Regions from separate parts of the Danio rerio genome. Here region 2 is linked to region 1. A link is a contact called in public HiCAR-type data. All regions are on one chromosome and are shown on one strand. Each heading gives the region's core, a stretch centred on a gene start, on an enhancer-like site or on the middle of the called end of the contact. The rest is flanking DNA. Distances are from core to core; before and after follow the strand shown. Region 1 holds the start of tbce (tubulin folding cofactor E). Region 2 holds the start of map1lc3c (microtubule-associated protein 1 light chain 3 gamma).

Region 1 (5,347 bases), core at 2,651-5,150:
TTTAAGCTCAATATTATTAGCCCCTTCAGCAATATTAGTGTTGGATTGTCTCCAGAACAAACCACTGTTATACAATGACTTGCCTAATTACCCTAACTTCACCCTAATTACCCTAGTGAAGCCTTGACATGTCACTTTAAGCTGTATAGAAGTGTCTTGAAGAATATCTAGTCTAATATTATTTACTGTCATCATGACAAAGAAATCAGTTATTAGAAATTAGTTATTAAAGCTATTATGTTTAGAAATGTTTCATCTTCTCTCTTAAGGCAAGGCAAGGCAAGGCAAGTTTATTTATATAGCACATTTCATACACAATGGCAATTCAAAGTGCTTTACATAAACAAGAATAAAAGAAACAAGTAAAATAAAAATAGAAACAAATAATAAAAATGCGTAAAAACAAAACATAAAAACAGGTAAAATGTGATATAAAAGTATGAAGAAGAAGAGAAAAACATGATAGTGCAATCTGTCGGACGCAGCACAGTGCTCATTCAGTAAAGGCTCAGCTAAACAGATGTATAGATGTATATAACAGAAATTGTGGAAAAAATATAAAAACAATTCGACTTTAACTGTATATCGTCATATTGCACAGCCATAGTTTAGAAAATAGTTTGACATTTGAAGCGAATCAAATAAAAAGGTTTTCCAAAGACATGAACAGGTGTTATTAAATAGTTTTAGGACAACTTTGATGCATTTCAAATGTTGACTACTGTAGATGTAAAAGCAGTGCTGTAATGATGAGTGAAAGTTCACCTCTGCTTCTTCTTGACATTCTCAAAGCCGACCATGACGACAGTTTTGCTGGAGATCTTCATCTCTTCTGCCGTCACCTCCTCTATCTCCACCTCATAGCGCTGCTTCAGAGCCGTCACATAATCCACTCCAAAACTGGCCTTTTGGGGCCTCACAAAAGAGCCGCCCGTCGGGTGCCTGACCACAATAACAAAAGTATTTTGTTATTTTGTTAACAAAACATATTTTGCTTTTCCATCACTGATGTTTGTAAAAAAAAAAAAAAACTATATGCAGAATTATTTTACACCGTCAAATATATCTGTTAATTATCAGTTTCTGTATTTAGCAGATATGTTATATATGTTATAGAAATAATAAGACTTTTGAGCACCTGCAGGTGAAATATCGCACTCCGTCATGACTGCCATCATGCTTTCCTCTCTCTGGATGATCCCACTCCACTCCCAACCACACACCTAAAGACAGACATCAAGCTGAAGTGTAGAATCAAACAAAACGTGCTTCAGGGGTAATAAATGAAGATACACAAAAAATTGTAAGTCCAAAATTGCTCAAATTAAGTGTGTTCCAGAATGCAAGGTTAAGAAACGCTCCACTTTGGGGACATTTTGCAGCTCTCCTAGAATAAAACAAATGGACTTTACCATTTTTGAATGCATCTTCAAGTCTAGCTGGAGCACTTTTAGCTTAGCTTTTCATGAATCAAATTAAACATTAGCTTAGCATAGACAATTAAATCGGATTAGACCATTATCAACTAAAAAAATAATAAAGCCTGTATTACAAGAGAAAGGATGAAAGAAAGAAAATAGAAATCCATACTTTCTCTTTTCTGTGCAATAATTTGGAAGTTGCCATGAAATGTTACACTAACAATGGCAAGAAAAGTAACATTGGCCCTTTTTGAAGCTTCCATTTATATATAAATAAATTTAATACAATCACAAGATGACTGAAAATGCACATTATTTAGATAGTCAAGGATTGTGCTTAGGCCTTTACACTGTAAACTGATCTGTATATGTACTTTGTTAATATGACCTGTAACTGTTCATTTCAGTTCCGATGTTATTGTATTTTTATTCATTTATTATTTTCTTCCTTAGAAAATAAATAAAAATAAAGTATTATAATTAGATTTTTGAAGCTATCAAAATTTATTATTTTTTTAGCAGCCCTAACAAAAAAAATTCCAGAGCCGCTACTGGTTCCTATATACAGAGTGCAATGATATATATGAAAATATGTGGTAAATTAGAGGTGGTTGAAGTGGGAAATGGCCTGGGAATTACACTGTTCTGGTGTCTGGCTGTTTTGGTGCATAATGCTCTGTAGCTCTGGGTCAAATGCAACAGTGCAAAGAGAAATTAATGAACCAAGGAATGAACCACCAACTTATCCAGCATATATTTTACACAGCGGATGCCCTTCCAGCTGCAACCCAATACTGGGAAACATCCACACACACATTTATTCACACACATACACTATGGACACCAGAGCTATACACACACACACACACATATATATATATATATATATATATATATATATATATATATATATATATATATATATATATATATATAGCCCCCCTGACTTATTAGCGCCCCTGTTTATTTTTTTCCCAAATTTCTGTTTAATGGAGGGAATATTGTTTCAGCACATTTCTAAGCATAATAGTTTTAGAAACCTATTTCTAATAACTGATTTATTTCATTTTTGTCATGATGACAGTAAATAATATTTTACTTGATATTTTTCAAGGCACTTCTATACAGCTTAAAGGGACATTTAAAGGCTTCACTAGGTTAATAAGGTGAACTAGGCAGCTTAGGGTAATTAGGCAAGTTATTGTATAACGATGTTTTATTCAGAAGATTATCGGAAAAAAAATTAGCTTAAAGGGGTTAATAATTTTCTCCCAAAATTGTTTTTTTAAAAATTTAAAACTGCTTTTATTCTAGCCAAAATAAAACAAATAAGATTTTCTCCAGAAGAAAAAATATTATCAGACATACTGTGAACATTTCCTTACTCTGTTAAACATAATTTGGGAAAAATTAAAAAAGGGGGCGAATAATTCTGACTTCAACTGTATATATATATATATATATATATATATATATATATATATATATATATATATATATATATACAATTAGGAATGAACACAGACCTGCAGTGGGAGGAACTGGACCGACATAACGGACGGTTCCTCTTTCTCCATCACAACACACACGTCTGCCCACAGCCTCGTCCAACATCATCAACACACTGCTAAAACACTGACACAATAACAAGATATTAATTAACATGCTTATCAAAGAGTACTGCTATCATGAAAGCAATGAGTAATGAATAATACCACGCTAGCACACCCTAAAAGTTCAAGTATAGTACAAGTATTCACATTAAATAATTATGAGACATTTTTATCATCTTGGAAACAGGTTCTATATGACATTTGTCAAAATGGTCAGACTTTACAGTAAGGTTTCATTAGTTAATGTGTTTACTAACGTGAACAATAATTTATCACATTTCAACATTTACTAAATGTCAATTATTAGTCAAATCCATTGTTGTGCTTCTTAACATTGGTTAACGCACTGAGTTAAGAATGATCGACTTTATTTTCAGTAGCTAACATTAACAAAGATGAATGTACTAAATGTATATTATGTATGACTGTAATAAATGTATATTTCATTATTTGTTCGTGTTAGTAAGTAAATCTTAATATAAAATGTTATCTTTAATATAAATCCCACATTGTTTTCGATAATTTATATACATTATGTGACGTGTTTAACCTAAATACCTCAAATCTACTTTGAAAATGAACATTGAACCACATCATTCCTAAAACATAGCTTAAATACAGCTAAACTCCTAAAATATAGCTCTGTATTCCTCTATTTTCCCTACAGATTGTTAGATAAGTGACGTCCGCGATTACTTACTCGTGTCTGTATATATTAAATTAGCTTTATAAAACATCTCGTATGAGCTTAAACAAGCAGAGAATGTGAATTAGGAGCGGCGACTTACATGTTAAACAATAATAACGGAATGAAAACATCTCCGCATCATTCTCACCTGCAGAACCGGCAACCGGATGTAGCATCACAAGGTTTCGCGCCTAATGCTGCGCCGACGAGAAACATTACAGTTGCAAAAGCGCTGCTGTTACTGAGTTTGTGTCATGTAGATTTCCTTTTAAAAAACAAATGCTATTAGAGTGATGTGTAAACCTTATTATATTCATCAAGAGCCGCGTATTTTGGTGTGCCACTCGAGGAATATTTCTCACTAGGAACTGATTATGAGTGTTTGTGGTTTCCAAGAGACAGAAAAACTGCGCATGCGCGGGGCAGCGAAATAAACGTGTTTATGTGTGAAACTTCAGCACCTCGCTGTAACTTTAATTACGCTTAACTTACAGAAATATCGTCCAGATCATTCTACATAGACATGCGCTCTGAGTGACATCATGAAGAAGGAGATTAAAAAGAGGTTTGTTTTTATACGTTTTATTACCCGCTATAACTGATTAAACATCAAGATTGTTTTCTGAATTTATTGTTTTAAGTAATTTATAGTCAATATTATATAACAGATTAACCATACTACAGTAAGGTCTATTATACTGCATATATTAGTATCTACAACTGTTAATGACTGCACCAGCATTCTGTGAACTGATCAGCTGTAATAAGTGCTGTACTATACATTAGTTTTAGAGTAAACCGGGCTGTTTTGTAGTGTAATACACACACTTGTGGAAAACTTAGTACAGCATTGGGTCATTTGTTTATTTTATTTTAGATGTTGTACTACAGGATTACCGCAAACGATTAAATTAAGTGTTTAACTACTATAGTATGATTTAACTGAGGTAAAGTTGTTTTTTTATTCGCACATTCGTTCATTTTAACGGTCCCTATAGAGTTTACCACTCAACTTTGAATATTGGGTGTGAAATGGCATGTATGAATGACTTCAAAACAACATTAGCACTGTTTAATTGACTGAACAATGTTTTATTTTGATCGTCATCGGCAGCTAATATGATTTCCATAATCAGAATTTGCAAACAATACTTTTCATTCATTTTCTCGTCGACTTAGTCCCTTTATTAATCCGGGGTCGCCACAGCAGAATGAACCGCCAACTTATCCAGCAAGTTTTTACGCAGCGGATGCCCTTCCAGCCGAAACCCATCTCTGTTAAACAAACAATGCTTTTATAAAATGATATTATTGAGAAAGTCTGAATGTGCAAATATAAAACCAACTTTACCTCAGTTATGTTTCAGAAACGCTATGGTGTTTACTATACATTACATACATTTATATTAACTTGCTAAATTGTAACTGGATTTCACATGATTTTTATGGGTGAAAGATAAGCCTTACTACTTTGGAGTCTACATCAAATTAAATTTAGCTTGGTGATTTATTATAAACAGAAGGAATATTGGATTGTGGTATTTATTTACTATATTAATTTTTCAGCTGGTACTTTCAAGGGAAGAATCAAATATAATAAACACACACACATACACATGGGCTGC
Region 2 (5,408 bases), core at 561-3,060, 190 kb after region 1:
TATCTAATATGTTTACCTCAAAACTTTCACTTCAAATATAATCCATTTATCAATGCCTCTTCATCATTAGGCGCGTTTACGATTACATCAAATTTCTGCGCATTAACTTAAATTTTTTTTCCCTTAGTATAGTTTAAACTGATAGACACACATTGTTCAACATGCATGAGTACAACCCACACAGATATCCTAAATTATAATTTTACAAGATGTTTTAATATAATAAAATTATAATAAATTAGTGCATATGCATTAAATTAAATCAGTACTGAAGTCAAAACTAAAACTAATCTAACAAAAAAAAAAGATCTATAAACTAACACAAATTTAGTTTTTTTAAAAGGTTTAATAAACCGGAAAAAATAACACATATAACATTGAAATTTGTAGGTTGTAATTGTTTTTCCAACTGGTTTGAATCTAAATGCATCATCTTTGCATTCCTAAAGGTGGTCGGTGGCCAAAATCTTATTCTAATGAATAAAACTGATAAATGAAATTTATGTTTAAATAAACCACAAGTTTTCTACATCCAAACAATCCGTTTTATAAAAACAGACATTTCTGAAAGAGGGTGTACTCTACTCGTATATGCTGACCACTGCATGTCTCTGTCTCTTTAAACACAATTACAGGAATGCACTGCAGGAATTCTCTTATACTTGCTGAGAATTTTTCACAAACAGATTTCTTAAAAAAAAAAAAATTTAAAAAAAAAACACTTAAGACTTCTTATATGAAAATAGTGAATTTTATTAATTTACCTAGATTAATAAATTTGCTTTTGCTTCAAATGCATGATCTTTCACACTATAAAAAAGTGATTAGTTAAGTTTAAAAACAATACATATAGATGTTAACTCATTGCCTTATTATTATTATTATAATAAAGTAAACAAACTATGTGCATAATGAGAAGTCAAGGTTTGACTTGTGAAATAGAACAATTAATTCACTATTCAGGAATGTGCTTTTAAAAATTAGATAGATAGATAGATAGATAGATAGATAGATAGATAGATAGATAGATAGATAGATAGAATTTCACACTGTAAAAAGTAATTAGTCAATTTAAAAATGATGAGGCAACGAGTTTACACTTTTTAAAGTAGACGAACTGAGTATAGACAAAAGTCAATGGGTTTTCCAGCTTTAAGTAAAATCACTTTGTTGCTTTTAAGGCAATGGGTTTACTCACTTTTTAAAGGTAACAATGGCATTACAGTGCAGGCAAACGGATTTTTTTATTGAATAAGCAGGAAAGAGAGAAAATAAAATAAAAAGCAATATTTAAATTGTGTAAAATGGTTGCAGGCTATTCGTTTAATGCATTCTTTATATTGTTACACACATTTCTAGAATAAAACAGGCGTATATTATAGAGTTTTGCTCACCTGATGATGGTGACGAACTGGGTCATGGTGAGCTCCTGAGGCACGAGGAACTTGGTTTTATCCAGAGGCGGCAAAAACTTCTCTCTCTGATATCGCTCGATTATTACCTCAAATAAAGAGCATATTTCACTTAAACACACACACACTGATCGACGAACACACATAATCACTAACACACACTACTTACCGGGATTTTAGTCGGAAACTTAGTCCGTATTCCCGCCACCTCTTGTTTCCTCGTTGCTGATCGATCACCAATAACACCAAAAAACAAACAACTGTTGAGTTTGACAGCACAAACACACACACAAAAGGTCGAATATGTGATATAAAGACGCACACCTAAGCTCTTCCTCTGTTTGAAGGGTTTGGGATGTGGAGTTTTCTCAAACGGAGGCATGTTGAGCTGCACCTCTGACCTGCGCACTAATTGCTCTCCGAGCGCACTAACACTAATTAAATACTGCGCCGGCGGTGACGTCACTGCGCATGCGCTCCGCGGAGATCGCGCGATATTCATTTGTTTTATTTTATTATTATTTGTATTTAATTTATTTTTATTTTTAACAGTTTTAGTCCTCTGTGTTCACTAAATGTTTGTGATAAGTATACTGTAAAAAGATACTGGTTTTATTAAACCCACACTGTAAAAAATGTCTGTTGGTAAATTTGCAGTTTATTTACTTATTTACTCATGTTTTATGTTTTATTTTTAGTTTATTTAATGCTTTTAAATTGCATTATGTGATCTTAATCTTTTTCCAATAACTTTATACATTGAAAAGTTGGAAAAAGTGACTTTTATAAACATGTTTATTAGTTTAAAATGAGATATTATCTGGGTCGGTGTTGTATATTAAGCCACAGATACCATGTATTAAACTGCAGCACATGTTATTTATAATGTTTATAATGTTATTTTACAGACTTATTTCACCGTATATTATTTCTTAAACATTATAACCATACAATCCAGCATATTTTAGAGTGTATAAGTATAATAAGAAGAACTATTGCATTATTAAAATGCTGACATGCATGTTACAGAGTTTATTCTTTGTTAGTCTTAAAGTTTAAGTTAATAAGCAGAGGAATTAAGTGAATTAAAATATTTAAATGAAGTTAAAATAAATAATAATAATAACACTAAACATTTTATTCATGTTAACATTTCAACAAAGGAGGTTGTGTTAAAGTTACTTATGCAGCATAATAAAGTTTTTAATGTGTAAGTTATTTTTAGACAGACAGACAGACAGACAGAGATAGATAGATAGATAGATAGATAGATAGATAGATAGATAGATAGATAGATAGATAGATAGATAGATAGATAGATAGATAGATAGTCTTATTCCTCCCAGAATTATTTTGTAAATATTGAATTAAAACATTTAAATGAAGTTAAAATGAATAATAATAACAGTAAACATTTCATTAACATGTTAACAAAGGAGCCCTAATCCTCCCAGAGTTATTTTGTAAATGTTAAAGCATTTAGAGTGTTTCAGTATAATAATAAGAGTATAATAAGTGTGCCGAGTATAATAATCAGTATGCCGATACACATTCCTAAAATGTTGCAGGTAAATAAGGCTGTGAATGGATCTTTGTGTTGTTCACGAGTCTCAGAAATGGATGCGTGCGTATTTAAAACAGAGGATGGTATTGTATTGTTGTATAACAGTTCGAGCATGACATGAGTACTTAAATGAATCCTCTGTGAAAATATTACAAGCATCTGCTTGAGTCTGCTCTGTTATGTAATGTTAAAACATGCATTTTATGTCAAGTTGATGCTTTTCACATTACTTATAGTAGTTTGTTAAAAACACAAGTGTGTGTTTAAAGTTTGTGTGTTGTGTTTTTAGTTAACTAATGTGAGTTTTTGTGAGACTGCGAGTGTGTACAGCTATTTCAACACTGAACAATGACTCTGTGTAAGAACGTTTTGCAGAATAATGAGTAAAACGTATTTGGACTACAAGTCCCAGCATGCCCAGCGCGTTCGTCTCTGATTGGCTTTTCACCGAACGAGTTGTTTGTTCTGTCTAATCAGAGCGCTTCGTGCTGGCTGCGATCTGTTGACCTGCTTGTGGGCGTGAAATGAGCGGAAACCAGCGTAGTGCGAATCATGTCAGTGAATCGGTTCAACTGAACGTTTTGTTTAAACACATTCGACTCTTTAAAGTTATGAGCGCGTTTGATTTGCACGATATGTTTGATAAAGCTTTGTTTATTTTTGTGTTGAGTTATTTTATACACGATTGTTTTTTTTTTGTTTTTTTGTAATAGATGTGTTTTTGTGAACAACATCACATTAGTTTGTATGTTATCTTGATGTTAAACTTTTATACAAATATATCTACAAATGTTTAAAATTAAAAAAATAACTTGATTCAGTACTAAATTAACATTGCTAAGTGAAAATATAAATATATATATATACGTTTTGTTGATTTTTAGGAATCAGCAAAGGAGAATTCTCAATAATAATGATTAGATTAACCTTTTTTGTCAACATTACTATTATCAACACTCATTTTCTGCTCTGTTTTATCCCTAACTATCTTTTATATATATATATATATATATATATATATATATATATATATATATATATATATATATATATATATATATATATATACATATATATATATATATATATATATATATATATATATATATACATATATACATATATATATATATATATATATATATATATATATATATATATATATATATATGTATATATATATATATATATATATATATATATATATATATATATATATATATAATAAAACTATACCAACAACACTGATTACTGCATACATATTTATAAAAATGGCATAATCTGACCTTTTTACTATAAACCCAAAATATTTATACAGGTTTTTGATGCTTTATTACTTTTATTATTCTCATTATTAGATAAAAGTGTCGTCCAAATGATTACATTTAAATGTAAAAGTCTAATTAAAATAAAGTCTAATTAAAATAAATACTCAAGTCTAATTAAAATAAAAACAAAGGTTAATAAATGATTGTAGGTAATATTTTATTGAAGTGTGGGGTGATGCAGTGGGTTACGATGTCGTCTCTTTTCCCCCACAGTCCAAACACTTGTGGTACAGGTGAATAGTGAATATGCTAAACTTGACTGTAGTGAATGAGTTTGGATGTTTCCCAGTGATGGGTTGCAGCTAGAAGGGCATAAAACATGTACTGATTAAGTTAGCGGTTCATTCCTCTGTGGTGACCCCTGATTAATAAAGGGACTAAGCCGAAAAGAGAATGAATGAATGAGTGAATTTTATTAATGTATATCACAAAATATATGCATACATATATTAAAAATCTAAAAACTATATTCTGTTCGATTGCTTTATTATTCGCATTATTTGATAAGTGTCGTCTAAATGATTAAATCCAACGTAATTCAAATTTATAATGAATATAAAACTAAAATATATAAATACAATTAATATTTTATTGATGAACAACACAAAAATACCCTGTCAATATATTAAAAATTAAAGTAAAAACCCTATTCAGCTTAATTAGGTTCTCTTTTATGCTGTAAAGCAGGGGTGGGCAAGCTATGGCTCGGGACCCACATGTGGCTCTTTGACCAAAAATATGCGGCTCCCTTCAACAAAAAATTAAAACTGTCACTAAAAATCAGTTTCCAATTGAAAATGCAATTAAAATTTCCTTTTTATTTTATATATTTACAGCTAAATGAAGAAGAATAAAAATAAAATGATATTTTATATATAATATATATTTGCGTGTGTGTGTGTGTGTGTTATGCATCAATAAAATTTAAGTTGCATCTACAAATTTTACTTCATGTATTTAATTCATTTAGAATTTTACATTTACATAAGATATAATACTTTAGATTGTCATCATTTACAATGATGACAATCTAATTGTCATCATTTACTTTAGATTAAATCACTTGGACATACATACATACATACATACATACATACATATATA

Evidence for each region. HiCAR-type assays count read pairs that join an accessible place to other places.
Region 2: a contact with region 1 is called in a HiCAR-type map of caudal fin, with 5 times the contacts expected there. The contact joins the promoter of map1lc3c here to the promoter of tbce in region 1. A contact is called at or near these places in 5 of 18 Hi-C or Micro-C datasets (caudal fin, embryo, hematopoietic stem cells and 1 more) and 3 of 4 datasets of contacts at active chromatin or transcription factors (caudal fin, embryo and pancreas).

Annotation. Positions count from the first base shown.
Region 1 is chr11:46,849,195-46,854,541 of GRCz12tu, forward strand. tbce (tubulin folding cofactor E) reads right to left here and starts at 3,901. Exons shown (of 17, transcript NM_001039989.2): 1 at 3,871-3,901; 2 at 2,948-3,056; 3 at 1,139-1,223; 4 at 766-942. The coding sequence starts at 3,038. rbm34 (RNA binding motif protein 34) reads left to right here. Exons shown (of 12, transcript NM_001002382.1): 2 at 4,217-4,287. The coding sequence starts at 4,265.
Region 2 is chr11:47,038,317-47,043,724 of GRCz12tu, forward strand. It overlaps map1lc3c (microtubule-associated protein 1 light chain 3 gamma), which reads right to left and starts at 1,811. Exons shown (of 4, transcript NM_200298.2): 1 at 1,737-1,811; 2 at 1,582-1,637; 3 at 1,395-1,501. The coding sequence starts at 1,794. It also overlaps a transcript of strn not described here.